5 separate regions of the Mus musculus genome follow, and regions 2, 3, 4 and 5 are each linked to region 1. A link is a contact called in public promoter capture Hi-C data. All regions are on one chromosome and are shown on one strand. The core of a region is the stretch at or near the end of the contact, and the rest is flanking DNA. Distances in the headings are between cores, read along the strand shown. Region 1 holds the start of Dnajc21 (DnaJ heat shock protein family (Hsp40) member C21). Region 2 overlaps Lmbrd2 (LMBR1 domain containing 2). Region 3 has its middle 66 kb from the start of Ugt3a1. Region 4 overlaps Ugt3a1 (UDP glycosyltransferases 3 family, polypeptide A1). Region 5 holds the start of Capsl (calcyphosine-like).

Region 1 (5,844 bases), core at 1,719-4,218:
GGTAGAATTTTCCAGTTTCACAATTTTCCTTTTGCATTTTTTTTTCCTCTTAATTTCTCTTTTTTTTTTTTCTGTTTTTTTTTTTCTTCGAGACAGGGTTTCTCTGTGTAGCCCTGGCTGTCCTGGAACTCACTCTGTAGACCAGGCTGGCCTTGAACTCAGAAATCTGCCTGCCTCTGCCTCCCATGTGCTGGGATCAAAGGTGTGTGCCACCACGCACGGCTCCTCTTAATTTCTCTAGTCATAGTTTTAAATTAACAGTTTAATTTGGGTTTTTTATTCCCCAAATTGCATTCCTTTCACTCACAGATCACTTATACAAAATCAGTATGTTTAATTAAAATGCCTTTTTAACAGAATTTGGTGACTCATGCCTGTAATCCTACCTAGCTCTAGAGACCTACTGGCTGCAACTATAGACCTGCAAGTTCCAGACCAATTTCGACTACATAGTCTCAAAACCAACCAATGGAAGATGACTGAAATAACATCCAGTTTAACTCTGTATTTCAATCCATTGTAATGGGCCAAAATAGATGACCTTCACCCCAAAGCAGTAAAGAAATTTGCAGAGTTTACAAACAAGTACACATGGCTGAAGGGGAAAATCCTCCACCCCCTAATCCATTCTCAGGAGAAGGAAGATCCTAGGTATCTTGCAAACCCAAACTTTTCCAGCCCTATCCGTTACCACCTTAACAAATGATGGAGAAAATAGGCAACTATTTAAGTAATGACTTAGATATCTAATATGTAGAGAAACTGCTGAAGCTCAGTTGGGTTTTATGATTGTGTAGGGGGCAGGATATTAAGGAAAGGACTGTCACCTTTATCTGTTTAGTTGCTCCCTGTACCGAAGATGCTATCAATGAATGTCTTTGCTATATATTATTAAATAGAACCCACAGCTACCTGATGTATGTAAACATTCCATCTTAAAGTTATTAATGTGCTTTCATAGGCTTTAGGATACCATTTTGACATCTAATAGATTGGAATAAATGTACAGACATCTCATCATGTATGTAATATAGACTACTCCAGCCCCCAAAACCTGTTGGCTAAATACTACCCCATGATTGTATTCTCAAGCCAATTAAGCTAATAGCAGAAAGTTAGGATTCAAGAGAGATACATGGCTGGTTAAGCTAGTAAAGTCTCAAACATTGGGGCAAAAGGCAGAGGTCCGTCCAACTCACCATATCAAAAGCAGACTTGGCCTTCAGGTTCTCCCCGCATCCCTAAGTTCCTACCTGTTATAGGCATAAAGTGTCCTTTACCCTCTACCAAGGACTTTCCAGCCCAGGAGCTACACTTCCCCCTGAGGCTCTTCCCTGTATAACCCAGCCATTTCAGTTACCTGCTTCTGGTCTTACTCTACGCCTCCCCTCCCCCCTCCCCTCTCCTTATGTGGCTCAGGGTCACACTCACTCTGGACTCTGCCTATGCTCTCCCTTATCTCCACAATAAACTTTCTCCTCCACCAAACCTAGGAGAAGTCATGTCCATTTATCTATCATCTATCTATCTATCTATCTATCTATCTATCTATCTATCTATCTACCTGTCATTCAGCACTCAGGTTTCTCTTAGGTCATATAAATATCTTAACTTTTATTAAATATTTCCATGTAAAGGAACAGGTTTTTGCGGGTTGTAAAAAAAAAGACATGTATTTAAAAATTATTTTATTTTTTTAAATCAGAAAGCTGGTTTTAAACTCATGGCAATCATTTTTGTTTTGGTCTCCCAGTTGCTGGCAATCACAGGCATGAAACATCATCTCTAGTCAGGCAACTCAGTCTTCTAGAGTTTGCAAACAAAAGCACACAGGGAGGAAGAAAAAAAAAATGTGTCCACCCCCACCCCACCCCACCCTCATCAAGGAAAGTTCTCAGGAGAGGAAATGCTTTATATAAACTTTTTGTTGTTTTGTTTTGTTTTGTTTTTCAAGACAGGGTTTCTCTGTATAGCCCTGGCTGTCCTGGAACTCACTTTGTAGACCAGGATGGCCTTGAACTCAGAAATCTGCCTGCCTCTGCCACCCAAGTGCTGGGATTAAAGGCATGTGCCACCACCGCCTAGCTCCTCTTTTCTTTTTAAGGTCTTGTCTTAGCAAGGCTGGATGTTAAGACATTTCACAACACTGGTTAGTTGATGTTTCTTTATGACTTATTCTTAGGAAGAGTACTTGTTATGATGTGGACATTTTCTGCTTAATATATGTGTAAAAGAACCTAGTCTGGCTGTGGAGGCCAGTAAGCCCAGCACTTGGGAAGCAGAGACAGGATCATGAATTTAACTCATTATTCAAGCAGGCCTTGAATTCACAGATAATTGAAGGTGTGGTTCGGAATTCCTGAATAAACTGGCCTCTGCCTCCTGGGTGGAGGCTGGGATTAAAGCTGTGTTCTTCATACCGGGCACCTAGCCTGGCTTTTGGTACGCTACCTTTAAGATGCTTTAAAAACTGATTTAGGCAATGACCTTATTTACTGTCCCTTATTATGCATTATCAGGCAAGATGGGGGGGGGGGGGAATTAAGAGATCCTAGGAAGTGGTAGCTGAAGAGAATTGAAAAGATGGTAAATCCCGGTGTGTTTCCACCACGAACTTCTGGCTGAAACTCAGCACTTAACTCCTTGAAGCTCCAGTTGCCTCGTCTGCAGAGAACTAATCCGAAGGTCCGGAAGGTATTTCCCAAACTACTTCCTTATCAAGCCTACCTTGCCCTGCCTTCAGGCCGGCTAGGAGTGCCACCCAAACAGCCTACTGTGTCCCTCACAATGACTCTCGGCGTGGCTCCCCCGCCCAGCCTCCCCTGCCCAGGCCCCGCCTCCGCGGCGCGCCGCTCCCCCGGAACCCAGCCCAGCCCCCGCCCATGCGGAGCTGTCGGCGCCGCCCCCTCCGCGCGCCCGCGTGCCGCAGCCCGCGTCGTCCACCGCCGCGCGCCTCCGCCACCCCGCGCCGCTGCCGCCGCCGCCGCCGGGCTCGCTGGCTGGCGGGCTGCTGGCGCCGGGCTCCCGCCGGAGGAGAGGACAGCCAGCGCCGCCGCTGCGGCTTCTGCCCGGGCCCGGGCGTCGGCCCCGCCCCGGGCCCCGGCCCGGTGTCCAGCCCCGCCATGAAGTGTCACTACGAGGCGCTGGGGGTGCGGCGCGACGCCAGCGAGGAGGAGCTCAAGAAGGCCTATCGGAAGCTGGCCCTGAGGTGGCACCCGGGTAGGTGACCGGCGGGCGGGGACCCAGCCGGCCGACCCCGGGCCTGGCGGGGCGCACGCCGTGGGGACGGCGGGGCCCTGCCCGCACCGCCGAGGGGAAGCGGGCTCGGCGCTCAGCCGCCTCCGGCTCCTGCGGCCGGGCTGCCGGCCCCTCACGTCGCCCGGCCAGCCGGGGGACAGGCTTTTAAACAGGCCCGCTCGCGCCCGCCTTCCCAATGCCCAGGCTCCCGCAGACCCGGCCCCGCACGGGACACGAGTTTGCCACGGCGGGAGACCTGGGCGAGGTTCCTTAGGAGTTTGCTTCCCCGGCATGGTTGCTGTGGTTGTGAAACGGGTCTGCGGGACTTTTGGCGAAGTCTCTTCATCTACCAGGCTTCGAAACTTCGGAGTTGAACCCCGTCTGTTTGGGAGTCCCGAGGCTCAATCCCGCCTCTCTGGGTACTGGGAATTAAAGCCAGCGCCGCGCACCTGCTGCCAGGCGCTCCAGCATCCACAACACCGCCCCTGGTTTTTTTTTTAACGAATCACTTTTGAGATGGGGTCTCTCGCTACGTTGCCAAGGTAGCCTTTGAACGAGTGATCGTCCTGCCTCACCTTACCAAGTAAATTACATGCAATTACTTGGGATTACTGTCCATTGCCATCAGGCATGGGTGATTTTACATACTTTTTTTTCTTCGTGACTGGTTTACCTGTTTTTTGTTGTAGTTGTGTTTTAAGAATAGTTTCGGTTTACCTTTAAGCTGTTCTTACCAGAGTCTACAGAAGATGGATAGTCATATAAATGACTAATAAGTTTGGAGTGTTTGTTTGTTTGTTTAAAGGAGGAAAAAACGCCATATAACGCAAACAAGTTGAAGCTCAGTTTTTCTCATCCCTGTCGAGAAGATGCAAGTCACATGCATGAGGGTATAATATGTAGATTTTGGTTTTTTGTTTTGTTTTTAGCTGGTTTTTTGTTGTTGTTGTTGGTTTTGGTTTTGGTTTTTCGAGACAGGGTTTCTCTGTGTAGCCCTGGCTGTCCTTGAACTCACTCTGTAGACCAGGCTGGCCTCGAACTCAGAAATTCACCTGCCTCTGCCTCCCAAGTGCTGGGATTAAAGGCGTGTGCCACCACTGCCGGGCTATATGTACATTTTGAAATGCTAAAACAGGGACTTCAGTCTTGTTAGGAAAACAAGCCTTGCACATATGGACGCAAACTATTTGTCTGAGTAAAATAGTGTCATTGCTGTTTGGGTTAATACAGCAACTAGTGAGCACTCATGTAATGGGGTCTGGGTTCCTCTGTGTACCTAGAGATGCTGAGGCATCAACACAGGGAGGGCCTGGGACTGTCCTGTTTCAGGAAGAGCACAAAGGTGGGCCAAAGAAGTCCCAGGGGAATGGAGGGCAGTACTTACTGGGGAAGGATATAGAATGGTTTGCAAGAGTGGAAGACTGGAGACCCTAGTAAATGGAACAAAAACCATAAGTATTGGTGTGATAACAATAAATGAGAAACGTGTGCACACACCTATTGAAAGGGCAGAATTCTTATCATAGCAGGATGTCAAAAGAAATAGTCAAGGTAGATAAATCCAAAGAAAACATACGTTGTCATAGTGTAATGGCTAGTTCTCATTAGAAGCTGAGTTAGGAATTGGAAGGAAGTTGGGAGTGCCTTGATTTTCAGAATGAAAAGGTCAAGACAGAATTAATTCTAAGGGCAAATGCATACACTTTGCTAGGTGAACCAGTCAGGAGAGGTTTCTGCCCTGGTTGAATATGCATTCTGTGGAGACACAGGAAAGAAAACAGGGATTTTGAATCCTAGACGAGAAGGTCTGTGTGAGGGCAAATTCAAGTGTTGATTAGTCCATGCCTGGCCAGCTTTGTGTATGTTGGTGAGAGACGGGAAAAGCCATCCTGGAAGCTTGGCTGTGAAGAAGTAACTGTGGCTATTGGAGAGAGGAGGAAGGAGCATAAGAGAAAGGCTAGCAGAACCAACCAAGTAGGAGCAGGTCAGGAGGAATGCTAAATTCTGGAGTAGCATTTTAGCCTGAGAGCTTTGGTAGACCATAGAAGAACTGGAAACACCAGGGCGATAAATGTGACCAGTTTTTCAAGTTTCTCTTTGGTTGTAATGGGAGAGAGTGTTTCAGAGAGAGAGGCCAGCCTGGAGGTGATGCCAGAAGTACCATAGTGGAGATACTGAGCAAGATGCTAGTTTCTCAGTGGTTGAGAGGAGGGGAGAAAGAGATCGTGGTGGTAGAGGAGACCACTAGAAGGAATAGTGATAAGGGACCAGTGTCCAGGCACAGGCCTGTACCACCATGGGGCTGCCATAGGAATGCTGTAACAAGAGAAGTGCAGAGAAGTGATGCTTTCTCAGAGCAAACTTTGCAAGGGATGGGCCGACAAAAGCTTCCAGAAGGCATTGTAAGAAGGTTTAGGAGATGACAGCAGAATGTGGGCTTGTGTCAGGAGAAAACCACACAGAATAGTGCAAGAGTGGACGCCTGGTAAACCGCAGTGACTGTTTGCGGTACTTGTGCCAAAATGTAGGCTCCTTTTTTGCTTAACAGCTTTAGACTCCGGCTGTTAATCTCAGTTCGACACAGCCATCTAGCACAGATGCACTTAC
Region 2 (5,844 bases), core at 1,025-3,524, 1.3 Mb after region 1:
CAAAACTTTGCCTGCTACACAGTGTAAAGTCCTGCACAAAGAAAGGGTTCCTGGTGTTTTCCCCAGGTCAGTGGGTTTGTTTCCTCTTCACATCAGTGCAGCGTCAGTGCCACCCAGGTTTCTTAACTCGCACCAGTGGTGGCTGACTTGTATCTATCTTTAGGACTTCTCTAAATTATGAACATCCTGGGGACAGAAGTTTATTTTTCTCTCACTACATATATGGGAAAGCACTTCAGTAAGGCTTAACAAATTCTTATAAAGATAAATGAATAACCTACATCAACTAGTAGAAAAGGACGAAAAACATGAAGGTAAATTGTAGAAATAATTACCTCCCTAGCACACACCTTGGAAATAACACAACTACTTACCTGATACACCATTTCCTTTTCCTTTTACACACTAGACAATGATAAAGGAAGTCAGTGTAGAGATGTTCGTGATGCCAGATGCTATGGTTTCAGTTCTATACAGTGCAAACATTTAAAAGTAATTCCTAAGCATACTAGGAAATACGGTACTTACACCAGTTGGTAGTCGTGTCTGAGAAATTTGACTCTTTGGGGTCAGGATGGACGTTTCTGTTCCGAGTGGAATCCTCTCTGTTGTGTCCATAACGTTCTTTCCACTCCTAGAGCAGAACCCCAATCGAAATATAGCAACTGTTATACTGTCAATAGTCTAGATGCAAAGTACTATAACCATTTTTCATCAGAAATTCATTAGAAGTCAGTATAATTTTAATAGTATCTTTAAAATCAATTTTTATCACCTTTAATTTTTAACAAAAACATTTTGCTGGCTATGATTGTATTATTTATTATTCTAACTAAAACTTCAAAAAAATATAATAATAGCAAGCTTACCCTAACCATATAAAAGATATAAGATGTTAAAAACCTTCTTTTACTTGAGCAAGCTATAAATACAGGAGATCTGATAAGTCACTTTTGGTAACTAAAGATGTATGTAAGACTATGACTCACAGAAACTTATGAGTTACCATGGAAGACAGTATGACCTCATTAACTAACATTCTATACCTTATACCTAACTGAAATGGTCATTTGAGAGCACCTATTCCATGTTTTATACAAGCCATTCATTCATGCCAGGCACTTTGGGAATTTTGAATACTTTTTTTTTTTAATGTGTATGTAGTCAAGTCTATTACAATTCTGGTAAATTGTAGAAGTTAATTTTTAAAAAAGATTTATTTATTTATTGTATGAATATGAATACACCATTGTTCTCTTCAGACACACCAGAAGAGAGCATCAGATCCCATTACAGATGGTTGTGAGCCACCATGTGGTTGCTGGGAATTGAACTCAGGACCTCTGGAAGAGCAGTCAGTGCTCTTAACCACTGAGCCATCTCTCCAGCCTAAAGTTAAAAGTTCTAAAACAGTGGTTCTTAACCTTCCTAATGCTAAGACCCTTCAACACAGTTCCTCATATTGTGGTAATCCCCTCCCTTAAAATTCTTTTCATTGCTACTTCAAAACTGTAATTTTACTACTGTTATAAATTTTAATACAAAATATGTAGCCCCTGTGAAAGAACTGTTCAACCCCCACAGGTTGAGAAGAACTGTCCTAATAGAAGGTGAAATTTATTTCTAGTAATGTCTACTTTTGGTTCTAACTGGGAAATAAAAAACATATCTATCCTTTAAAAATGTTCATTTTGAGAAAGTCTCTCTAGTAGGCCTGGATCTTGCTATGTAGTCCAGAATAGCTAGCACTCACTGAGATCTACTTGTCTCTGTGCTGGGATTAAGGCATGTGCTACCTACCATACCAAATATACAAGTCTCCTTTTTATACGGCATATGGTAGAATACACTGACAACTATGACATCTCCTTTTAAGTACTTTTCAGGATAAATATATCTGTTGGGGGATGGTTTTGTGCACTGTGTATTGAGATGCTGATCTCTATGCCCAAACATCTGGTTATAGTCTGGACATAGGCATGGTCAAGCATCTCTAGTCTAAATGTTAAGCAAACATTGTTTCCCATTACCAATGATTGCTTAATAAAGAGCTGATCAGCCAATTAGTTGGGCAGAAGAGAAGAGAACAGTGCCCTACTTCTGATCCCAGTTTGTGGGGGAGGGGGGGAGCGGGGGGGGGGGGTCTCAGGGAAAAGGGGGCCAGAAGAAGGAGAGGAGAGAGAGGGAGAGAAGAAAGGTGGAGAGACCATGTAGATGGACCAGGATTTGCCATGAGGTCACAATGGGAGAGCAGCCATGAGGACACAGGCGGACCTAAGCGAACCAGGGCAAGACTCAGATGCAGGCAAAGGACCACAGGGCTGGGAAGTAGACAGCATGACTGGAGAAGAATTACTCAGAACCACACCCAGCTTAGTGCTTGCAGCTTGCTAATAAAAAACACCAGGTCTCTGTGTCATTCATTCGGGAGCTAAACCCAGCACAGAGACAAGTAGATCTCGAGTAAGTGTTAGGCCATCTTGGGCTACGTAGCAAGTTCCAGGCTCTCTAGTGAGAGACTCTGTCTCAAAATAAATAGATATTGTTTCAAAAGAGTAGGCATAGAAACACTCTGCAATTATTTGGGAGCAAAAGGGAAGAAGAAACCCTGACCCTGAATTACAGTTACATACATCAACATTAAATAGTTAAAGAAATTGTGAGTAGATTTTCTTTTCTTTCATTTTTTCCCACTTTCTCAAAGAAAAGATTTGCCTCAGAAAATGGAGCACTAAAGAGAAATTAAAGATGAAAATACACATGTCATATTAGAAAAAGCATAATGATTTTAAAGCAACCTAATTTACATTATCAATAAGGCTGCATAAATTTACTCAGTCACTGTATATATAGTTTACTCAGCGACCTGATGGATATTGGACCCAATCTGACAGGATACCTAGCACGCTACGTGTATGTAAAAGCCTTAAAAAATGTTCCCTTTTTTAAAAATATGCCCAGGGCTGGGATACGGCTTAGTGGTTAAGAGTACCTGCTGCTCCTCCAAGTGACCTGGGTTGCATTCCTGGTCATCTGTAATTCAGTTCCAGGAGACCCAAGTGCACTTCCGCATACTCTAGGCACCAGTACACCAGTACACCTGGTACAAAGTCATACACTCAGGCAAACACTCATCCACATCAAAGGGAAAAGAAAATCCTATGCCCTTTACCTACTTTTTCTCATCTGTAACTATATACTCCAAGTAAGATTCTCATGGTGTTTCCAAGATATTTCATGATTAGTAGCAATTTAATAAACTATTATACTTACTCTTCTTCTATTTTCACCTTCCTCTTGTCTTTGCCTTTTTCTTTTCTCTAAAGACAAGAAAAATGGCCTCAAATTTAGTATAACATGGTTTCATTAGAAATAGAGTAACCAAAGCAAGAGCATACAGTATCTACAATCTACTACAAATCCCTGTTTTACTACAGATAACTTTGGAGCCCGTCTACCTTTAGTGAAAAAATGTTCTTCCTTTTGGTGATCTGAGATGAGTTTTTCTGTAGCTTCTACTCTCTTTTGGACTTTTCTTCTAAGTTTATACTTTCTGTACAATTCTGCTCTCATATAAGCTCTTTGGATGTATGTGCAATGCTTCCCTTAAGATAGAGTCTACAAGTTATGACAGCCATTCTCTCAGTATCTTCCAGCTTACCATTCTTATCAATATTAGGAAGGGGTTTCTATGCCAAATACAGAATTATCACACCAAAGAGACACTACTTCTTCAGAGAGCATGTGAAGGCTGGATTCTGGAGACGAAGAAGCAATGTCCCCAAATCAAGGCTTTCACTCATCCTACCAGCACGTGAACAAAAGAAAACATAAGACATGTTCTTTGTGAATAGGCTTTAGGAAAGCTCTATGTATTTTAATAGTACTTTCATTCTCTTATCAATGATCATTTATTCCAAGAGAAAAACAGTTTGAATGATATTGCACATAGCGGCAAACTATCAAATCTTTAAGTTAATTAGCTTTATAGTTGCACAGTACTTGGCAAATATGCTTCAAAACAAAGACAAACCAATCTACTGTGGCTTGGATGTTGTATTTTCCTTAAAGTTCTGGCCAAAGGCTGTGCAGCCTGTACTTCCTTTGGTAGGTACTGGAGCCTTGGGAAGGCAGGGCCAAGGGGAAGGAAGCTAAATCACTAAATCACTGGGGTAGACTGAAGATACTACTGGGACCATAGCCCCTTCCTGTGTCTCTCATTGATTCTATGTGATAAACTGGCTTGCTCTCTGCCATGATACACTATGCTGGTCAAAAGGGAAGTAACAATAGATTGAAATCACTTAAATGTTGAAGTAAGCTGTCTTTCCTCCTTGCAAGCTATCCCAGTTATTTTGTCACATCGTCAGAAGGATGATTAACACAAAGTCCAAGACCATAAATCAAATGCTTATTATCTAGTGCAGATTCACTACTAATGGATGCTACAGAATTTCCTCACAATAAACCTTACATTATATTTTCAAATATTTTGTGAAGAAAACAGGACATATGGGTTTTTTAGGTTAAACCACCTAAGGTAGAATAAAATCATATACAAATTTTGCACTCACTCATTTTGTGTTTGAGTCTTAGCACTTAAAATTGCCCTTTTATTTATTTTAGGATAACAAATCTTACCTCGTCTGATTAATTCTTTTCCTTCATCAACTAGATCTGATGTCATATCATTATCTCCCATGAACTGCTGGAAACCAAGCAGATTCAAACAACGGGTGCCCAAACTAATAAAAGCAAATTTCAAAACAATAAGTATTATTTCATTTTGTAAATATTTTGATAAATTGTTCTTTACCACTGTCAGCCCCAGAGAAACCATGACTCAGTATTAGAATGCCAAACTGCATAGCAACGCAGCTCGCCACTCCGCACAAGGTCCTTATTTCTCTTTCTTTTTCCAGCGCTTACATCCAGATGCATATGAAGCATCATGCCTATCATCCCAGTATCTGGGAGCCTGAGGCAGAACTGTCATGGGTTTGAGGCCAGCCTAGGTTACAGTGAAACTTTGTCTAAAAACAAAACAATCAAATGTTATGTTGCATTTCTCAGTAGAGTAGGATTCCTGTATTGCTACATGATGGCTGTAACAAAATCAATGTGTTCTTTTTAAATATTCAGAGTAGTTTTAATACTGAAGTATGCATATAAAATCAGCATTTCCATGGGCAGTGGTGACACACACCTTTAATCCCAGCCCTCTAGAGGCAGAAGACAGCAAAGGCTACACAGTGGATGAGTAAAATAATTAATAAAATCAGCATCTGTACGTGTAGGGATTTCTTGTTTAGACAATCTTTTGGTTTCTGAGAGCTGGTGTCACTGAAGTTCAGGCTGTCCTAGAATTCTGTATTAGCACTGTATTAGAATAGGCGGGCCTCACACTCAGCGTGAACCTCCCCCCTCAGCCTCCCGAGGTCTGTGCTTTCAGACTTGGCATACAAAAATCTTAATTATGTAAATTTTAATGTTATGGTTTTTTTTTCACTCAAGAATTGAAGTTTTTCTGTTATACACTGTAATGATTATATGTTATCTGGGGGTAATTATTTGAAATCTTATTAGACATTTAAATCTGTCATATAGAGCAAGAGTACCTTAAAAACATGGTATACAAGGGAAGAAGCAATATATGGATAAGCACAATTTATACTGTTAAGATCCTACTATGACGCCAGGCAGTGGTGGTCCCAGCACTTGGGAGGCAGAGGCAGGTGGATCTCTGAGATCAAGGTCAGCCTGGTTTACAGCCTGGGTTCCAGGACAGCCAGGACTACACAGAGAAACACTGTCTTAAACGCCGCTCCCGACCCACCCCCCAAA
Region 3 (5,844 bases), core at 1,941-4,440, 1.3 Mb after region 1:
GTTCCATTGACTGCAACTTGCAGTTTGATTGCAAATTTAAGATCTTTAATTCACCTATATATTGTAATTAGGATAATTACAAGAGTAATCATCTCATGAGAGTGCTAATACAGCTCTCTGTGGCTATACAGCCATACAAAGCTCAGAGCAGCCTCAGTGGGGCTTGTGGCTTTCTTTTGTTTTGCAAACAGTGCCTAGGGAAGTTCTTGCCTGAGTTCAGGGGAATTTCTTTTTAGCTAAAAGAACATTGTTGAAGATCTATCCAGATGTTTGAAATAATGCCTAAATTCAGAATTTATAAAAGGTCAATCAGGCTGTAGAATTTATAAAGCCATTACAATCTGCCTTGCCTACTTCATATAAAGTTATTATAGATTTAAAGGTTTGTTTTTTCCTTTGCATTGTAAAGGGTTTGCTTCTAGTGAACTGGTGATCACTGGAAAACTTTGCCTCTAGGTATGGCTAATATAGCTTTACATTATGTAAGAAAAAAATTTTATTGTCTCTGCTTCAATACAAGAAGCTAAGAGTTTGAATCTTTCAGTGTATATTGTTTCCTAAGTGGAAAGTATTTTATTAGCTAATGCGTCTAAAGGGAAGTTTACTTCAAATGTTTGCTTTCACACAATGAGCTTTAAATTTCTGGGGAGTAGTTGTTGCTCCATAAGATTCAGAGGCAATATCTTTTTTTAATATTTAGGGTTTTAGTTACACTAGAAAATTGTGGTACAAAAAAAAATCTAAGAAAGAGAAATTGATTTGCTTCAAAATTTTTATTTTCAAAAGCTTCCAAGAGATGTTAATCAGCTAAGACCTCACCTTAAACTCACCACAGGGGCACTTAAGCCTTTGTTAGGTGCTATCAAGTGAGATTCAAATTAATTGGTGAGAAACAAAAAGGCTTTACAAAGAGCAGAAGAAACTTCTGTGATCAATTGTTATCAATTATGATCAATGGAAATCAAATATTAGCTGCTTATTCTAGTTATTGTTATGAGCCCACAGCAATTCTTTGACAGAGAAAACAATCCATTGCTACTCTTATTTCTGATTAATAAATAAATAAAATGTGCACATGTGACTACTGATAAATTTTCAGGCTTTCTAGTTACAACTGTTCTACAAGAGAAAATAACTGAAATGTAATTAGTTACTGCCTATGTTAATTTTTTTAATAGACTTGGTGGGTGTTCCAAAACAGATTAAAACAGATATTGAAACTGGCTATAACAGTCAAGTATTTGAGATGTTTTGTCAACAATTTAATGTTACTCATGTTACTGAGATATTTTATAATTCTCATAGACAAGGTATTGTAGAACTTTAAAAACTATACCTTCTTAAAAAACAAAGGGGAGAAATTATATCCCCATGCAATTATTTAAATTACATTTTTATTTTTAAAAACTAGACATAATCATGTCTAGGTGAGATATAGGATCCACTTATTGGCACATGGCATGAGCCTGTTCAGATATTTAATATGGGGGAAAGGGGGCAATGTTTCTGTTTTTTCCACAGAATGCTGCAGGAGCATGCTAGCTTCCAATGTGACAGACTGACCTGTGATTTCTTGAGTGCCCTGACAGAGGTGACAGGAAAGCTGTATTGAGCACACAGAAGAGGAGGAAATCGGAGAGCAGCCACTTGCAAGCAAGATGAAGAAACTTCCTATCTCTGCCATGGGCTACAGCAAGGAGAGCTGACCTGGTGTCAACCTGGAGACAAGTAAAAATGATGATTCCTGAGGCAGAGGGACTGCTACAGAGTACTGGACAAGATTCCATCAGAGACACTGTTTTTGGCCATTCAAGCCAACTCCCCTATAGCTGTAAAAGCTTGTTTACTTTACCCGTATGCCATATTATTAGGAAGTTTTGATAGATCACCAATCTTGGCAAGTCTTTTCACATTCATTGTAATTCTTGTCAATTAACTAATTGTATAGATCTTAATTTAGATAAGGAATCTGCTGTTAGGATTTTGCTAAAGAGACCTGCTTATGTTTTGCTGCCTGTAGAGTTAGGAAATGATCCTTGGTTTGAGAATTCAGGATTGCAAACTTTTAAAAGATTAAACGAACTTATTAGACCTAAGAGATTTGTTGCAGCTCTGATTTTACGAATTACTGCCTTAATTGCAATTTTAACTTCTTTTGCATTATCTACCACAGTCTTAGTTCAGTGACTGCATACTGCTCATTTTGTTAATGATATACATAAGAATATTTCCATAGCCTTGTCAGAGCTGCATATTATAGATAAAAAATTGGAGGCAAAGGATAACGCTCTAGAAGAAGTAGTGCTGGCAATAGGGCAAGATGTTGCAAATATTAAGATTAGGTTAGCTACTAAATGTCATGCTTCATTCCAATATATTTGTGTCACCCCATTACCTTATAATACAACCATTGATTGGGAAAAGACTAAAGCTCATTTGCAGGGAGTATGGAGAGATACTGATATTTCTCATGACTTGGAACAGTTAAAGGCAGAAATTTCAGATATTAGCAAAAGTCATTTGGACACTTGGAACATTGATGAATTGGCCAGAGATTTAAAAAATAACCTAAGTGCATTGAATCCCCTGGATTGGGTTCAATAAATAATCCTACTTGTTATTATTATTGGCATTATTTTATTAGCAATCATTGTGTTTCCACTCATCTTTAGAGCACTCCTGAGGTCTGTAGCAACGATGAGGCAGGACATTTTGGAACTTCGGCTGAGAAATAAGAAAGGGGGAGAATGCTATGCATACTCCAGTGAAGTTTGCTCCGAGAGGCCTGGGAGCACTCACGAGGCAGAGTTTCATGGAAACTCACCTCCTGGAACTTTAGCGTTCTCATAACCCGTATACTCACACCCTATTCCCACATTAGTCTGGTGTATGGATCCACGTGCTCTCTTTTAGTATTATCTTATTATAAGTGCCTTTTAAGGTTGAATTCTGACATAGCTAAACAGTGTTCCAACATCCTAGAAAATCCTTGAAGCTGACAAACTGGGAATTCAGTAGGAATTCAGTGAGAAGGCTACTTATTCAGTAACATTCAAATTTACTTCTAGTAGAGACAGTGAAACTAATTAGACATTACAAAGAACAGATGCTGGAATAGCTCAGGGCTGGTCTGCAGAGTGTTTACTTGAGACAATAGCCAGTCTTACCCAGACAAGGGAATTTCACAATGGCCTAGCGAACAGGTGGGTTCACTATAAAAGAGTTAGGGAATCCCCCTGAGACAGGCTTCTTCACGTGGCCCAAGGAAACAGCATAAATCAGGCATTTACTAAGAACCCCTGGTGGTGGGCTTAACAATAGACTAGCATTACACCTGGCTCCCTTCTTAACAGCAGCACCTGGTCCCCACCTTCTTTTGATGTATACATTCCTTTTGTATTGTGTCACTGTAACTCGGTGGATGTATCTCATCTGGTTTATTGTTATTCTTCTGTATAAAAAGTATGATGCTCGACCTGAAAAATTACATTCAGATTCTACACAATCTCCTGTGTTGATCTGTCGGTCATTCGACAACTCCTTGCCCATCTGCAACTAGAGACCCATCCTACACAGACAAGGGACCCAAGAGGGTCTGTGGCATGTGGCCTTTGTTGTCTCCTTGTCATCAACCTACCTCAGTCTCAGGATCCCTTCTCTCTCTCTCTCTCTCTCTCTCTCTCTCTCTCTCTCTCTCTCTGTCTCTCTCTCTGTCTCTCTCTCTTCCTCTCTCTCTCTTATTATTACCATAGCACCATTGCTTTTCTTTTCTTTATTCACTTCACATTCAGATCATTGTGTCCCTTCCCATTTACCCTCTCCCACAATACCTCCCTCCATTGTCCCTTCCCTTCTCCTCTGAATAGGTACACCCCCCCACGCCCCAGGTATCCTCCTACCCTGGCACTTCAAGTCTCTACAGGGCTAAGTGCATCTTCTCCCACTGAGGCTAGACAAGGCAGCCCAGCTAGAAGAATATATACCACAGACAGGCAACAGCTTTAAGGATAGCTCCTGCTCCATGTTGGGACCCACATGAAGACTAAGCTTCACATCTGGTACATATATGCAGGGAGCCTAGGTTCAGCTTGTGTATGCTCCTTGGTTGGTGGTTCCATCTCTGAGAGCCCCAAGAGTCCGGGTTAGTTGACTCTGTTGGTCTTCCTGTGGCATTCCTATTCCCTTCAGTCCCTCAATGCTTTCCTCAACTCTTCCATAAGAATTCCCAAGCTCCATGCACTGTTTGGCTGTGGGTGTCTGTATCTCTCAGAGTCAGCAGCTAGCACTGGTCTAACTGGTTGTTGGCATGAAGAAAAATGAAAAGAGATTCATATCTATCACCCTGCAGAAAACTCAGTCCAAGTGGATCAAAGACCTCAAGGTAAAACTGAATACAGTAAATCTAATAGAACAGAAAGTGGTAATTAGCCTTGAATTCTTTGATGCAAGAGATAATTCCCTCAACAGAATTCCAATGGCTCAGGTTCTAAGATCAACAATTGATAAATTGGACATCATGAAACTGAAAAGCTTCTGTAAGGCAAAGGACACTGTCAATAGAACAAAACAGCAGCCTATATATGGGGAAATGATCTTCACAAACCCTACATTAGACAGAGGAATTTTATATATATATATATATTGGAACAGTCAAGAAGCACTTAAAAGAAATGTTCAAAGTCCTTAGTCATCAGGGATATGCAAATCAAAAACAACTATGAGATTCCATCTTACACCAGTTGGAATGGGTATGATCAAAAATTCAAATAATAGCTCATGCTGGTGAGATGTGGAACAAAGAGAACACCCCTCCATTGCTGGTGGGAGTTCAAACATTTACAAACACTTTGGAAATCAATTTGGCTGTTTCTTGGAAAACTGGAAACAGTTCTACCTCAAGACTCAGCTATACCATTTTCCTGACAGGGCACCAGTGCTCTGAAGGTGTCTTATTGTGCTGGCTTTTCGTTGATTATGTTCTTTTGAGGGCCGTTAGCCATCTGGATGGCTTTGATCCCAGGACGTTCCTGTTATAGTATTGGGAGGGTGGTTAACCTCGATGGTCCGGGTGTGGAAGGCCTTTGATGGGTTTTTGATTAGATTCCCTTCATCCATGAGCCCGTTGAGTCCTGTAGAGAACTAATATCCAAAATATACAAAGAACTCAAGAAGGTAGAATCCAGGGAACCAAATAACCCTATTTAAAAATGGGGTACATTGAAGACCCAGAAATGAACCTACACACCTATGGTCACTTGATCTTTGACAAGGGAGCTAAAACCATCCAGTGGAAAAAAGACAGCATTTTCAACAAATGGTGCTGGCACAACTGGTGGTTATCATGTATAAGAATGTGAATTGATCCATTCCTATCTCCTTGTACTAAGATCAAATCTAAGTGGATCAAGGAACTCCACATAAAAACCAGAGACAGTGAAACTTATAGAGGAGAAAGTGGGAAAAAGCCTCGAAGATATGGGCACAGGGGGAAAATTCCTGAATAGAACAGCAATGGCTTGTGCTGTAAGATCGAGAATCGATAAATGGGACCTCATAAAATTGCAAAGCTTCTGCAAGGCAAAAGACACCGTCAATAAGACAAAAAGGCCACCAACAGATTGGGAAAGGATCTTTACCTATCCTAAATCAGATAGGGGACTAATATCCAATATATATATATATAGATATAGATATAGAACTCAAGAAGGTTCCCAACAATCCTATCTGTTAGAATAGTTTTCTCAGCACTAGCTGAACATAGTACTGTGAAGATGACATCTTGAGATAGCAAACAAGTGATTCAAACAGTTGCTTCCCTAGAGACAAGATGTCCTCCACTGCTTT
Region 4 (5,844 bases), core at 1,782-4,281, 1.2 Mb after region 1:
AGTTAATCTATGTTATATTAGACTTTCTTGATGAAAGATTTTGTTTGGCTTTTCCAACCTAATGCAATGTCACAAGTTTCAGATTTTCTATCTCTTTCAAGGCCAGTTTTGTCAACAGATACCCATAGGAATTTGACCATTCATGTAGGTCACCTAATTTGATGACACATCATGTTGTGTTCTTCCATTAGAATCTATATTGTTTTAAACACTAATGGGTAATTTTTCACTTTTAGATTTAATTATTTGGTTGTTCTTTCTTATTTATTTTCTCAATGACTCTAGAAGTTTGCCAGCATACTGTTCTCTTTTGTTCTGTTGATTCCAATTTTTTACTATTCATTGTTTCAATAATCTTTGCTGTGATTTTTAAGCCTCTCCTTTCTAAGAGTATGCTATTTAGTTCTATCCTCATTATCTATTTCCATATAGTGAAAGGTTATATTATCAATCTCCATTGCCTTGTCTGCACCAAAAGAGATAATGACAGCCAAAAAGGATGTCCAGAATTGTTTATATTGCATTTTATTATCCCAATGTGTTTTGTCCCTTCTTGATATACAGTATTTTCAAATGTTCCTCTTGATTTTCCCCCTTTTTCTCATTGACTGTTTTAGAGCATGTTGTCTATTTTTATATATTTTTGATTTCTATATCATCCCATTGTGATATGAAATTTTGCATTAATTCAAGATTTTGAAATTTACTGGGATTGATTTCATCTGGGTGTGTTCTAATGCACAAAACCAAGGATATTGTTTTCTGCATTAGAGAAGAATATGTGCCCTGTTCTTACTGGAAAAGATCCTTGAGCTAGAGAGATGGCTCAGTATCTAAAAGAACTTGATGTTCCTACAGAGGACCACATTTAAGTTTCCAGGAACCCACATAGCAGGTCACAGCCCTCTGTAACTCTAGCTCCAGGAAATCTGGTGCCCTCTTCTGGTCTCTTCTGGACCCAGGCACACCTATATCTCATGCACAGGCATATATGCAGGACAAAAACTCAAGAAATAAAAAATGATTTTAAAAATAAATTTAAAGAATACTCTATATATTTCTAATAGTTCTGATTAGCTTACAGTGCTGATGAAGATGATAATGGATATGAATAGTCTTCTCATTGTATAAAGGCAGAATTGAAGTCCTTACTTCTTTAAATTCTTTAATTTTCTTCATATTTTATTTCATATTTTTGCATATATGGTATATGCCTTACATCATCTCTGTAAATTAACTGTTTCATATATTTTAAATAATGTAATTGTAAAGTTTGATAAACACAAAATTTCTAATAGTTATATATAGTCTTTTATCTTCTGTGAAAGTTTCAGTACAAAGTCTACTTCTTATATCAATGACCACAACTATTTTGCTTCTAACATGATTCTTAAAGAAACATGTGGTCAAATACCCTACAGAGTAAACTCCATACTGCTTTGTCAGGCATCCCTTCAAACCACTTCTCCCCACTTCTCTTTGACAATTATTTCATCTCTCTATGTGGCAGTATCTGATTCACCTGTCTAGAAGGTGAGGACTCTGTCAATCACATCTAGATCTCTAAATGTAGATGAATCTTCTGCTACTTGAAGATACAGTCAGGAAACCCAGCTGATGACTGTCTCTCTTTCACATCTACATACTGTACCCCTACTCCCCCAATTTGAGTTTTCAGAAGATTTTATCCAAAACTCATAGCTGATAACTCCTTCCAGCAATGAAAAAAAATATATATCATTCAGTGATCACTCCCCAAACCCTTCTTCTCACTCAGTGCAAGGAAAAGTAGGGACTCTGGTACCCAGTAGAACCAGAAGAAACCTGTACTCTCTGTGCATTTAGATGAAAATAGGAGAAATATCACCTTTATCATTTCAACAACTCGGCCACCACTGTATAAAAACTCAGGGGGTCATTCCTCCCAGCAAGGGACAGGGAATTATAGAAGATAATTTCTACAAAACAACAATCCTATAGTGACAGGTAACAACCAATCAAAATTTATAAGCTCTGTACTTTTAATTTTTCAGTGGTAGTGATTTTGAGCCTGCATTGATCATGCAAACTAGATGGCAACTTTAATGGTTTACAATAGCTGAATGAAGTATAAAGGGCTCATAGACTGGGGACACAGAATAACAGACACAGTTCTTGATGCCACTCCTGCTAAGTTCTATCTAGATACATGCCTTCTGAAAGAGGTATATGTTTCATCATGAAAAGTGTGGCTCTGTAACAAATACAAAATGTACAGACATTTGCTGCATTTAATCTCTCTCTGTGTGTGTGTGTGTGTAATCAAAATTCAATTGGAAATATCAACACTAACTAAAAGAGTCATTCTACCAAAAGAGGGACAAAACCAACTCATACTTCTTAGCATATAACCAGGTCTTCAATATCAGCATGGGGCATTCTGACACTGTACTTACACAGCCCTAATAGTGTAGGCTGCAAATATCTCCCTTACCTTGAGGCACTTCCTTTCAGGACATCTCTGACAAGTGACAACCTCCACCTGCGTACTGAAGGTCTATGAATGAAATATAAAGTGAGAGCTAATGTGTCACTTACTTGGGGTATTGGCTGAACAGGTTTGTCCAGTAAACCTCCCACATAGACTGTGTTGGGAAACAGGGGACGAGCAAAATCCAAGGCAAAGTCAGAGTTGACAAACCACAGCTCAGCTTTCAGTAGAAGGTCAGACAACACTGGCTGAGAGCCTTCCGCAAAATGCTCCTGGACAGTATTGCCATATTGAGAAAAGATGTCCCTTCGCTTCTTGGTGAAATGAAAGAACATCAGAATGTTCTTCACTCGGCCCCAAAAGTCCATTTGGTCAGTTAGACCAGAACCATACACTGGAGCATATGACAAGGGGGCGTTTGGTAACCCAAAGTCCATATAGCTAAATTGAAAGGGAAGAAAGGACACAAATCGTTTCCCAAGCTTTTCAACAATCAGGAAAGAACAGAGATCCATTGAATCAAGAAGTACTAGGTCAAAGTTCTCCTTTTGTAATAACTCCATGATGTCCTTTCTGCTTAATAAGTGACTGCATAAGTCCGCAAAGTATTGATGAATCTTTAGTAGGGTGTGATATTTGGACCTGCAATAAATAAATAAATAAATAAATAAATCATAACATATTTTGAGAAGCTTTTTCACACTATTTGGAATGATGTTATGCTTAATTCCTAAAGAATATTTTCTATGTTTTTATACAATTTAGCATTCAACATTAGATATAGTATCCTTAGTTATGGATATTAGTAAATATTCACTAATGATATTTTTAAGATATGAAAGGATATGAATATAAAAGTTGAACAAATTTCTTATGTATTATTTGAGTCTCAAAACATTTAATATTATTAATGTGTTTGATATATAAAATGCATTTAAATAATGAAAATTTAAAAACAGAAAAGAAAATATTCTGCAGCTAGACAAATACAAGCCTATAATTCCAGCACTCTGGGAATGGAGACAGGAGGATCAAGAGTTTAAGGTAGGCTTAGGATTGTGACTTTGAGGCCAGCAGTACCAGGCTAAATAAAATTGTGACTCACTTAGAGAAAAATGATTTCTAATATATTTTAAGGAAAGAGGCTCTGTAGCCTGACTTTTTTCTTTTATTCTGTTTAAAGATAGAAAATCATTAGTTTTAGTTTCTATGGAAACCATATTGCTTTTCACAAAATATGGTTTTTAATTAAAAGCAAGCAGACACAAAGAAAGTCATTTCCACATTCCTCCATTGCTGGTGGGATTGCAAGCTGGTACAACCACTCTGGAAATCGGTTTGGCAGTTCCTCAGAATATTGGACATGGTTCTACATGAGGACCCAGCTATACCATTCCTGGTCATATATCCAAAAGATGCTCGAACATGTAATAAGGATACATGCTCCAATATGTTCACAGTATCATTATTTATAATTGCCAGGATCTGGAAAGAACCCAGATGTCCTACATCAGAGGAATGGATACAGAAAATGTGGTACATTTACACAATGGAGTATTACTCAGCTATTAAAATGATGAATTCATGAAATTCTTAAGCAAATGGATAGAACTAAAAAATATCATCCTGAGTGAGGTAACCTGATTGTGATTGCAGGCTGGTATCCAGTCGAGCTGAGGTCTGAACCCCGATGATCATAATTCACCTTCATTACACGGTAGGCGTTCCCTCATGCTCCTGGAATTCCACCCCCTGCCTAAGGTACCACCTCCCACAGCCCCCACAAGAGAAACATGGTTAGTAGTCACATAAGCAATGGCCCAAGCTTCTGACCTTCAGGCTAAACTCCTCCCCAGTTACCTAGCAACAGTGACGACCATAAAAAGGGGTGCTCAGCCTGCACCTTGCTCTCCTGTTCCTTTGTCCTCTCACCTCTCTCTTCTCTCACTTCTCTCTCCTCTTCCCTTTCTCTTTGTCTTCTTCTTTCCTCTCTTCTCTTCTCTCTCTCTCTCTCTCTCTCTCTCTCTCTCTCTCTCTCTCTCTTCCTCCTTTCTACCTTCTCTCTTTCCCCTGCATTTCTACAATAAAGCTCTTAAACCATAGAGTCTCTGCTCTGCTCCTTCAAGTTCCACAGCGCACTCTGGTCAGTGTTAGGAACTTCTTCCCTCTTCCCTGTCTCCCACAACCCTGGTGGCTTTAGCCAAGTAGCTCCAGGGGCAGGGGTCTCCAGGCAGGGCTGCCCCTTGACCACTCCCTGATGAGTAGGATAGAGAAATGCCCACCCAGGGATGAGTGGATAGGGTAGATAGTAGCCTCCCCACACCTGACTGACCAGAGAATAGGGAAACTCTGGCGGGGTGCGGGCATCTTTTTCCTTCCATTCTTCTCCAGGGCCACAGGGCCCCCCCCCTCTTTTTATTTTGTTTCCAACACCTGATTACAAAAGAACACATATGGTATACACTCACTAATAAGTAGAATGAACCCAAAAGCTCCAAATAACCAGAATACAATTCACAGAGCACATGAAGCTCAATAAGAAGGAAGACCAAAGTGTGGATGCTTTGGTCCTTCTTAGAAGTAGAACAAAATACTCACTGGAGCAAATATAGAGATAAAGTGTAGAGCAGAGACTAAAGGAAAGGCCACCCAGAGACTGTCCCACCTGGGTATTCATCCCATATACAGTTACTAAACCCAGACATCATTATGGATGCCAAGAAGTGAATGCTGAAAGGAGCTTGATATGGTTGTCTCCTGAGAGTCCCTGCCAGAGCCTTACAAATACAGATGCAGATGTTCACAACCAGCCATTGAACTGAGTTTGGGGTCCCCAATAGAGGAGTTAGAGAAGGGACTGAAAAAGTCAAAGAGGTTTGCAACCCGATAGGAAGAACAACAATATTAACCAACCAGATTCCCCAGAACTCCAAGGGACTAAGCCATCAACAAAGGAGTGCACATGGCTCTAGATGCATATGGAGCAGAGGATGGCCTTGTCAGGCATCAATGGGAGGAGAGGTCCTTGGTCTTATGAAGGCCAGATAGATGCTCCAGTATATGGGAATCGAGGGCAGGGAGATGGCAGTGGGTATGTGGGTGGATGAACACCCTCATAGAAGCAGGGTGAGGGAGGATGTGATAGAGTGTTTCTGAGAGGGAGGGAAACTGGGGAAGGAGATAACATTTGAAATGTAAATAAAGAAAATACCCAATTAAAAAGAAAAGAAAAGAAAGTCATTTCCAGGCCCCTCCCTCCTACATGGAAATATTTCTTTACTTCTTAGTAATCTTTTCTTATGAGAGAGAGAGAGAGAGAGAGAGAGAGAGAGAGAGAGAGAGAGAGAGACAGAGATAGAGGCAGAGACACAGAG
Region 5 (5,844 bases), core at 1,014-3,513, 1.0 Mb after region 1:
CAAAACAACCCTGAGATTCCACCTCACACCAGTCAGAATGGCTAAGATCAAAAATTCAGGTGACAGCAGATGCTGGCGAGGATGTGGAGAAAGAGGAACACTCCTCCATTGTTGGTGGGATTGCAGGCTTGTACAACCACTCTGGAAATCAGTCTGGCGGTTCCTCAGAAAATTGGACATAGTACTACCGGAGGATCCAGCAATACCTCTCCTGGGCATATATCCAGAAGATGCCCCAACTGGTAAGAAGGACACATGCTCCACTATGTTCATAGCAGCCTTATTTATAATAGCCAGAAGCTGGAAAGAACCCAGATGCCCCTCAACAGAGGAATGGATACAGAAAATGTGGTACATCTACACAATGGAGTACTACTCAGCTATTAAAAAGAATGAATTTATGAAATTCCTAGCCAAATGGATGGACCTGGAGGGCATCATCCTGAGTGAGGTAACACATTCACAAAGGAACTCACATAATATGTACTCACTGATAAGTGGATATTAGCCCAAAACCTAGGCTACCCAAGATATAAGATACAATTTCCTAAACACATGAAACTCAAGAAAAATGAAGACTGAAGTGTGGACACTATGCCCCTCCTTAGAAGTGGGAACAAAACACCCTTGGAAGGAGTTACAGAGACAAAGTTTGGAGCTGAGATGAAAGGATGGACCATGTAGAGACTGCCTTATCCAGGGATCCACCCCATAATCAGCATCCAAACGCTGACACCATTGCATACACTAGCAAGATTTTATCGAAAGGACCCAGATGTAGCTGTCTCTTGTGAGACTATGCCGGGGCCTAGCAAACACATAAGTGGATGCCCACAGTCAACTAATGGATGGATCACAGGGCTCCCAATGGAGGAGCTAGAGAAAGTACCCAAGGAGCTAAAGGGATCTCAACCCTATAGGTGGATCAACATTTTGAACTAACCAGTACCCCGGAGCTCTTGACTCTAGCTGCATATGTATCAAAAGATGGCCTAGTCGGCCATCACTGGAAAGAGAGGCCCATTGGACTTGCAAACTTTATATGCCCCAGTACAGGGGAACGCCAGGGCCAAAAAGGGGGAGTGGGCGGGTAGGGGAGTGGGGGTGGGTCGGTATGGGGGACTTTTGGTATAGCATTGGAAATGTAAATGAGCTAAATACCTAATAAAAAATGAAAAAAAAAAAAGAAACACATGGCCAATTTTAAACAGAGCAAAGAGGGCATATGGGAAGGATTGGAGAGGTTAAGGGATGGGGGCATAATACAGTTATGATCTCAAAGAAGTGATTTTTGGTTTTCTGTTTTTTTAATCATAAGAAAAAAGAGCTCCAGTCAATCAATGGCTGCTGAGACAGAGAGAATCCATTTTCTATAGGGAGGACTTTCTGGATAACGCATCTCACACGAAGCAGTCAGTCTTACATGCATGTACTCATGGGCATCACTAAATAAGCTCACTGTGTGTGTGTGTGTGTGCGTGCCTGTGTGTGTGTATGTGTGCGTGTGTGTGAAACAGAGAGGGGGGAGAAGGGAGAGAATTAAAAAAGAAGAGGCCATGAATTTAAAGAGTGGAGAGTGGAGGGTAGATATTAAATAAATATAGTACTAATGTATTCAATTCTCAAGTAACAACAACAACAAAAAAAAAACGCTAAATTAAAAACTCTAAATTTTTATCCTGCATCTGTCATGGATTCACAGGATGTGGTATAATCAGTACAAACTTATCTCACAGAATAAATGGGAATAATGCTAAATCTGTTGATCATTTTGTGAGTTGGAGACAGAATTCTAAGCTCTGTTTTGTCTGTGGCCATCGGGATAGTTACTGCAAGTCATCAAAGAAACTTCTCATCCAATGACCCAGCAAATAGGCACCACTCTGAAAGTGTTATCTCTTTTGCCTTTGCTAAATGAAATTGATTTTTGTCTAAGCATCTATTCCAAAAGTCTACACCTGGGGACCAGCTGTGCTCTTTGTGCACTGAGAGTCTAGGGATGGCTTCGTCAGGACATGCATTCTCACTGACTTTTAACTTTTCTTTTTAGATAAGAGATCCTCATCTTAAAAATGAAACAAAAACAGTGACAGTGAATTAAACAAATGAAAGCATTGAATTACCTGAAATGCTCGTCTGTAGCCGCAGGCTGCTTCACGGTGAAACTCTGGACTTCTGGCCCTGGGGACTCTAGTCTCCTCCCATGGTCCTGTGTCTCCCTCTTACCTGTCTTCCTTTGCTGTCCTGGCCTTTCAAGGCTTTCAGTTCTAATTGGATAGCCTGGGAACGCTGAAGCAAAGTCATGCTCTGATTGGCTCCGCTCGCTGTCATTCATATGCTGGTTCTGCCTTTTCTCAAGTTTACACTCCTCGTTACCTAGGAAATCCCAGTGACTGTGAAAACCCAACAAGCTGTTTGTTCTGGAAGAAATGGTAGGCGGAAGTTCTACTGGCAATTGTTTGGTTTCTAAAACAGCATCAAAACTGGTATCCCACGTTTTAAAAGGAAATGCTTGATAAATTGCCATACTTGCTTCAGGCGGCTCCCTTCTGACTCTACAAGGCTGTCTCCCTGGTGACTTATTGCCAGGTGAATCAGGAAACCACAACCCTTAGGAGCAAGTAGCAGCAATTATAGGCAATGCCCTCGTTTTTTAAATTCTACATTCACACACTAAGAAGATACCTTTCCCCACGGTGTTTTAGCTTCTGTAACTTTACCCTTTGTTCTCTATTAGCTCCACACTTGTTCTTAGCAATATGTTTGCCAGAGCAAAAGCAGGCTTGTTGTTTGCTTTGGGAGTAAATTAAGCCACATTTTCTACCCTGAGTATCTGTAACATCCAACGGCCTACCACACTCCCATCCCCAGGCTCCATCTACCCTGGAGTCATCCAAAAAACTAGGAACAGAACTTTCTAGAAAGGCCTCTGGTCCACTTCCTGTTACACATTTTACTCAGACAAGTGTGGTAGTTGATTTTTAATATCATTCAAATGAACAGTATAATTTCTGAGATTTGACATAAACATCAAATGAGATTTATTCAACATTAATAATCACTTGCCTCAAAACTTCCCTTAGTCTCTTTCCAAGTCTCCTTCCAGTAGGGCATGGTATTTAACAAATTAAGGGAAAGTGCGGACACGGGCAGGGATTCAGTATGCTTCTCACTTCCAGATTCATGCCTCTCTGTCTTGTTTTGGTCCGATTTAGTTTAAGGAGGGCTGTGTAATCATTGGATTGGAACCATCCATTGGAGCCTGGTGAGGTCACCAGTGGATATATGGCTGAAGACAATCGTTCTCCTCTCCCAGGATGTATCATCAGCAAATAGTTTGGCCCTGAGCAGAAGAAAGGATGGGTCTAGAAGTTGGATGTGATTAGGGTGGAGTGAAGTCAGGTAGACAGAAGGGTCTGGACTAGAGTGCAGGAAATGGGTTCTTCCAATCACAGTTTCCCAAGGCATCATAGCTCCTCATGGGAAATCCTATTTAGAGATTAGAATATGGTGCCTAGGCCCACTCCTTGCTAATAAAAGACTGCTGGGTTTGTTTGTTTGTTTGGGATGTGTGTGTGTGTGTGTGTGTGTATTTGGTCAGATCTAGAGAATAAACAGGTTAACTGTGATTATAAAAATCACTTCTCTGTACCTCTGTGTTGAGCTCTTCCTATCTTTATCAAATAAAATTATGAATTCTTGATCAGCTCTTAAGCCCATACAGTAATGCTACTGCTCTTTTCAAACCACATTTCTGATTCTCTTTTTAGTAGCTATGAAACCTCTCAACATTTCCAAATTATTTACTCATTTTCTCAATCCTATGCCAAGTTAATACATTCTCAAATGATAATCTGCACCACTATGAAATACAGATAATGCATTGCAAGGTCATTTGTAATATATTTCTCTTCCATCTGAAAATCTAAAAACTAAATAAAAATCTCTCAACTGTCATGATAGATTTTCATTTTTATGTTTTTCATGGTTATAAAAATGCTGAAGAGAAGTACGATCTTTTCCATATATGTTTTATTTTAAACACTCAACCATTTTTTCTATTTTAATATGTTCTGTATATAAAATATTAGCACAGCTACACATCCAGAGGCTGTGTGTAATCTGAACTATAATAGCTTCATCCATGCACTGCAAATGAACCTCACAGCATTTCCTCGTGTGTGTTTTATATAATTTTTATTAATAAACACATATTGTTCATCGTTTTTTAACTCCTACTATGTTGAAAAAACAGGACATTCTATATTTATTACTTCTCTTTGTACCATTTTAGTTAACAATATTGAACTTCATTCTGTACCAACTTATTAATCTCTGATTTATTCCATTTTTCACATAGCTGTTATTCCAATGAGTAGATAAACTGTAATTTCTTTTATTTCCTGATTTTAATTTCTCAGACATCAAGAAATAAATCTTCCATATCACAGTTTTATCAAAAATCATTTCTCCAAAGTTTTCAATTGCCCATGCGCTTTAACACTGATTTCTCTCAAGAAAAAAAAAAATTCATTCACATGTTGCCATTGTCCGGCAAAACGTTTTCTATTATATCCTGAGAGTGGCTGGTCCCATCCAATGGGAAGAGTGCAATGCAGCAGAGGAGGCATTCTGAACTATTAGGAGAGCTTATGAGATAAGAAAAGTATAGGAGTAAAAATAACTTGTCAAATACGTGGGAGTTTTATCCCAAATGATAGGAGAAATAAGAATTGAAGAACAAGATCTCACAGAGGATTGAAGAAGCTGTCAGAACACGGTGAGATGGCTCAGTGGTTAAGAGCACTGGCTGGTTGCTCTTCCAAAGGTCCTGAGTTCAAATCCCAGCAACCACATGGTGGCTCACAACCATCCTTAACGTGATCTGCTGCCCTCTTCTGGTGTGGACAGCTACAGTGTACTCACATATAGTAATAATAAGTAAAACTTAAAAAAAAAAAACGAAAGAAAGGAAGAAAAGGAAAGGAAAGGAAAGGAAAGGAAAGGAAAGGAAAGGAAAGGAAAGGAAAGGAAAGGAAAGGAAAGGAAAGGAAAGGAAAGAAAATGCTGGGAAAGGAAGATTTGTACTAGAGCATAGGGATCCAGATAATGAGGAGTCGCCAGGAAGTCAGTGTATTATATGAGAATTATGAAAGACAGAAATACTGAGGACAACTGGAAGTCCACCATGACTAGAGGAAAATGGAAATTCCTCGTGCCGGGTGAGGAAAAGCCTTTAAGGAGCCAGAGTTCCCAATATCCTACCCCAATCAAACTTAACATTAAGATTCCTTTTCTTTCCTGGTCCCACTTAGGGACCTTAGCAACAATGTCAGCACTTTCTTAAATAGCCACAAGGTGCCAAGAGTGAACCCCACCAGAAACAACAGAACATCCAGCAAGTTCTGAACGTGCCATGGCTGCTGAAAGGCATGGGGCTTGAGGTGTGCGCCTCCCCCGGTTTGTAGGATGTGGTCAATCCAGCCCACCAGACGCTGGGTGGATGTCAAGGGGTGGGAGCGCCTAATGGCTCTGGCAGCCATTGCCGCAGACTTGTACCTATGAGCAGATAAAGAGAGGATGTGTTACCAATGCAATATACATACATACATACACACACACACACACACACACACACACACATGTATTTTTTCCAAGGACATACCCATAGGTCAGCATCAAACAAAATTGTTGGCATACCCTTGACACTACCTACCTGAGTTCCAACTAAACGTTTAATAAAATGCTAAAAATAAAATCCTTATACAGAAAGGATCAAAATTAACCCTTGAAGGGAATTGTTTTAAAAATGACTATGTCTGGAAGGATTGCTCCTATGGTGCT

Evidence for each region. Promoter capture Hi-C pulls out the DNA fragments that hold promoters and counts their contacts.
Region 2: a promoter capture Hi-C map of hippocampal neurons shows a contact between it and region 1, with 8 times the contacts expected there. The contact joins the enhancer-like site here to the promoter of Dnajc21 in region 1. A contact is called at or near these places in 9 of 39 promoter capture datasets (the 3T3-L1 cell line, 3T3-L1-derived adipocytes, the C10 cell line and 4 more), 1 of 484 Hi-C or Micro-C datasets (cortical neurons), 3 of 115 datasets of contacts at active chromatin or transcription factors (astrocytes and embryonic stem cells) and 1 of 9 other capture datasets (adipose tissue).
Region 3: a contact with region 1 is called in a promoter capture Hi-C map of embryonic stem cells, with 5 times the contacts expected there. The contact joins the enhancer-like site here to the promoter of Dnajc21 in region 1. A contact is called at or near these places in 10 of 39 promoter capture datasets (the 3T3-L1 cell line, 3T3-L1-derived adipocytes, the C10 cell line and 5 more), 8 of 115 datasets of contacts at active chromatin or transcription factors (astrocytes, differentiating embryonic stem cells, embryonic stem cells and 4 more) and 2 of 9 other capture datasets (liver and macrophages).
Region 4: a promoter capture Hi-C map of liver shows a contact between it and region 1, with 2.2 times the contacts expected there. The contact joins the enhancer-like site here to the promoter of Dnajc21 in region 1. A contact is called at or near these places in 4 of 39 promoter capture datasets (hippocampal neurons, liver and pre-B cells) and 2 of 115 datasets of contacts at active chromatin or transcription factors (the SCID.adh cell line and large pre-B cells).
Region 5: a promoter capture Hi-C map of pre-B cells shows a contact between it and region 1. The contact joins the promoter of Capsl here to the promoter of Dnajc21 in region 1. A contact is called at or near these places in 11 of 39 promoter capture datasets (the 3T3-L1 cell line, 3T3-L1-derived adipocytes, the C10 cell line and 6 more) and 2 of 9 other capture datasets (embryonic stem cells and macrophages).

Annotation. Positions count from the first base shown.
Region 1 is chr15:10,467,640-10,473,483 of GRCm38.p6, reverse strand. Dnajc21 (DnaJ heat shock protein family (Hsp40) member C21) reads left to right here and starts at 2,968. Exons shown (of 12, transcript NM_030046.2): 1 at 2,968-3,219. The coding sequence starts at 3,123.
Region 2 is chr15:9,181,386-9,187,229 of GRCm38.p6, reverse strand. It overlaps Lmbrd2 (LMBR1 domain containing 2), which reads right to left. Exons shown (of 18, transcript NM_177178.3): 14 at 4,642-4,745; 15 at 3,274-3,320; 16 at 529-634. Among named protein-coding and RNA genes, the nearest start is that of Lmbrd2, 44 kb to the right of the region's middle. Within about 2 kb of position 2,274, at least 7 of the 459 cell types and tissues checked have an H3K27ac peak or open chromatin away from gene starts, as enhancers often do.
Region 3 is chr15:9,210,612-9,216,455 of GRCm38.p6, reverse strand. No RefSeq gene overlaps it. Among named protein-coding and RNA genes, the nearest start is that of Ugt3a1, 66 kb to the left of the region's middle. Within about 2 kb of position 3,190, at least 7 of the 459 cell types and tissues checked have an H3K27ac peak or open chromatin away from gene starts, as enhancers often do. A contact at or near this core is called in embryonic stem cells, where this site is marked.
Region 4 is chr15:9,303,343-9,309,186 of GRCm38.p6, reverse strand. It overlaps Ugt3a1 (UDP glycosyltransferases 3 family, polypeptide A1), which reads right to left. Exons shown (of 7, transcript NM_207216.2): 4 at 2,578-3,112. Among named protein-coding and RNA genes, the nearest start is that of Ugt3a1, 26 kb to the right of the region's middle. Within about 2 kb of position 3,031, at least 2 of the 459 cell types and tissues checked have an H3K27ac peak or open chromatin away from gene starts, as enhancers often do. A contact at or near this core is called in liver, where this site is marked.
Region 5 is chr15:9,432,447-9,438,290 of GRCm38.p6, reverse strand. Capsl (calcyphosine-like) reads right to left here and starts at 2,263. Exons shown (of 5, transcript NM_029341.1): 1 at 2,124-2,263.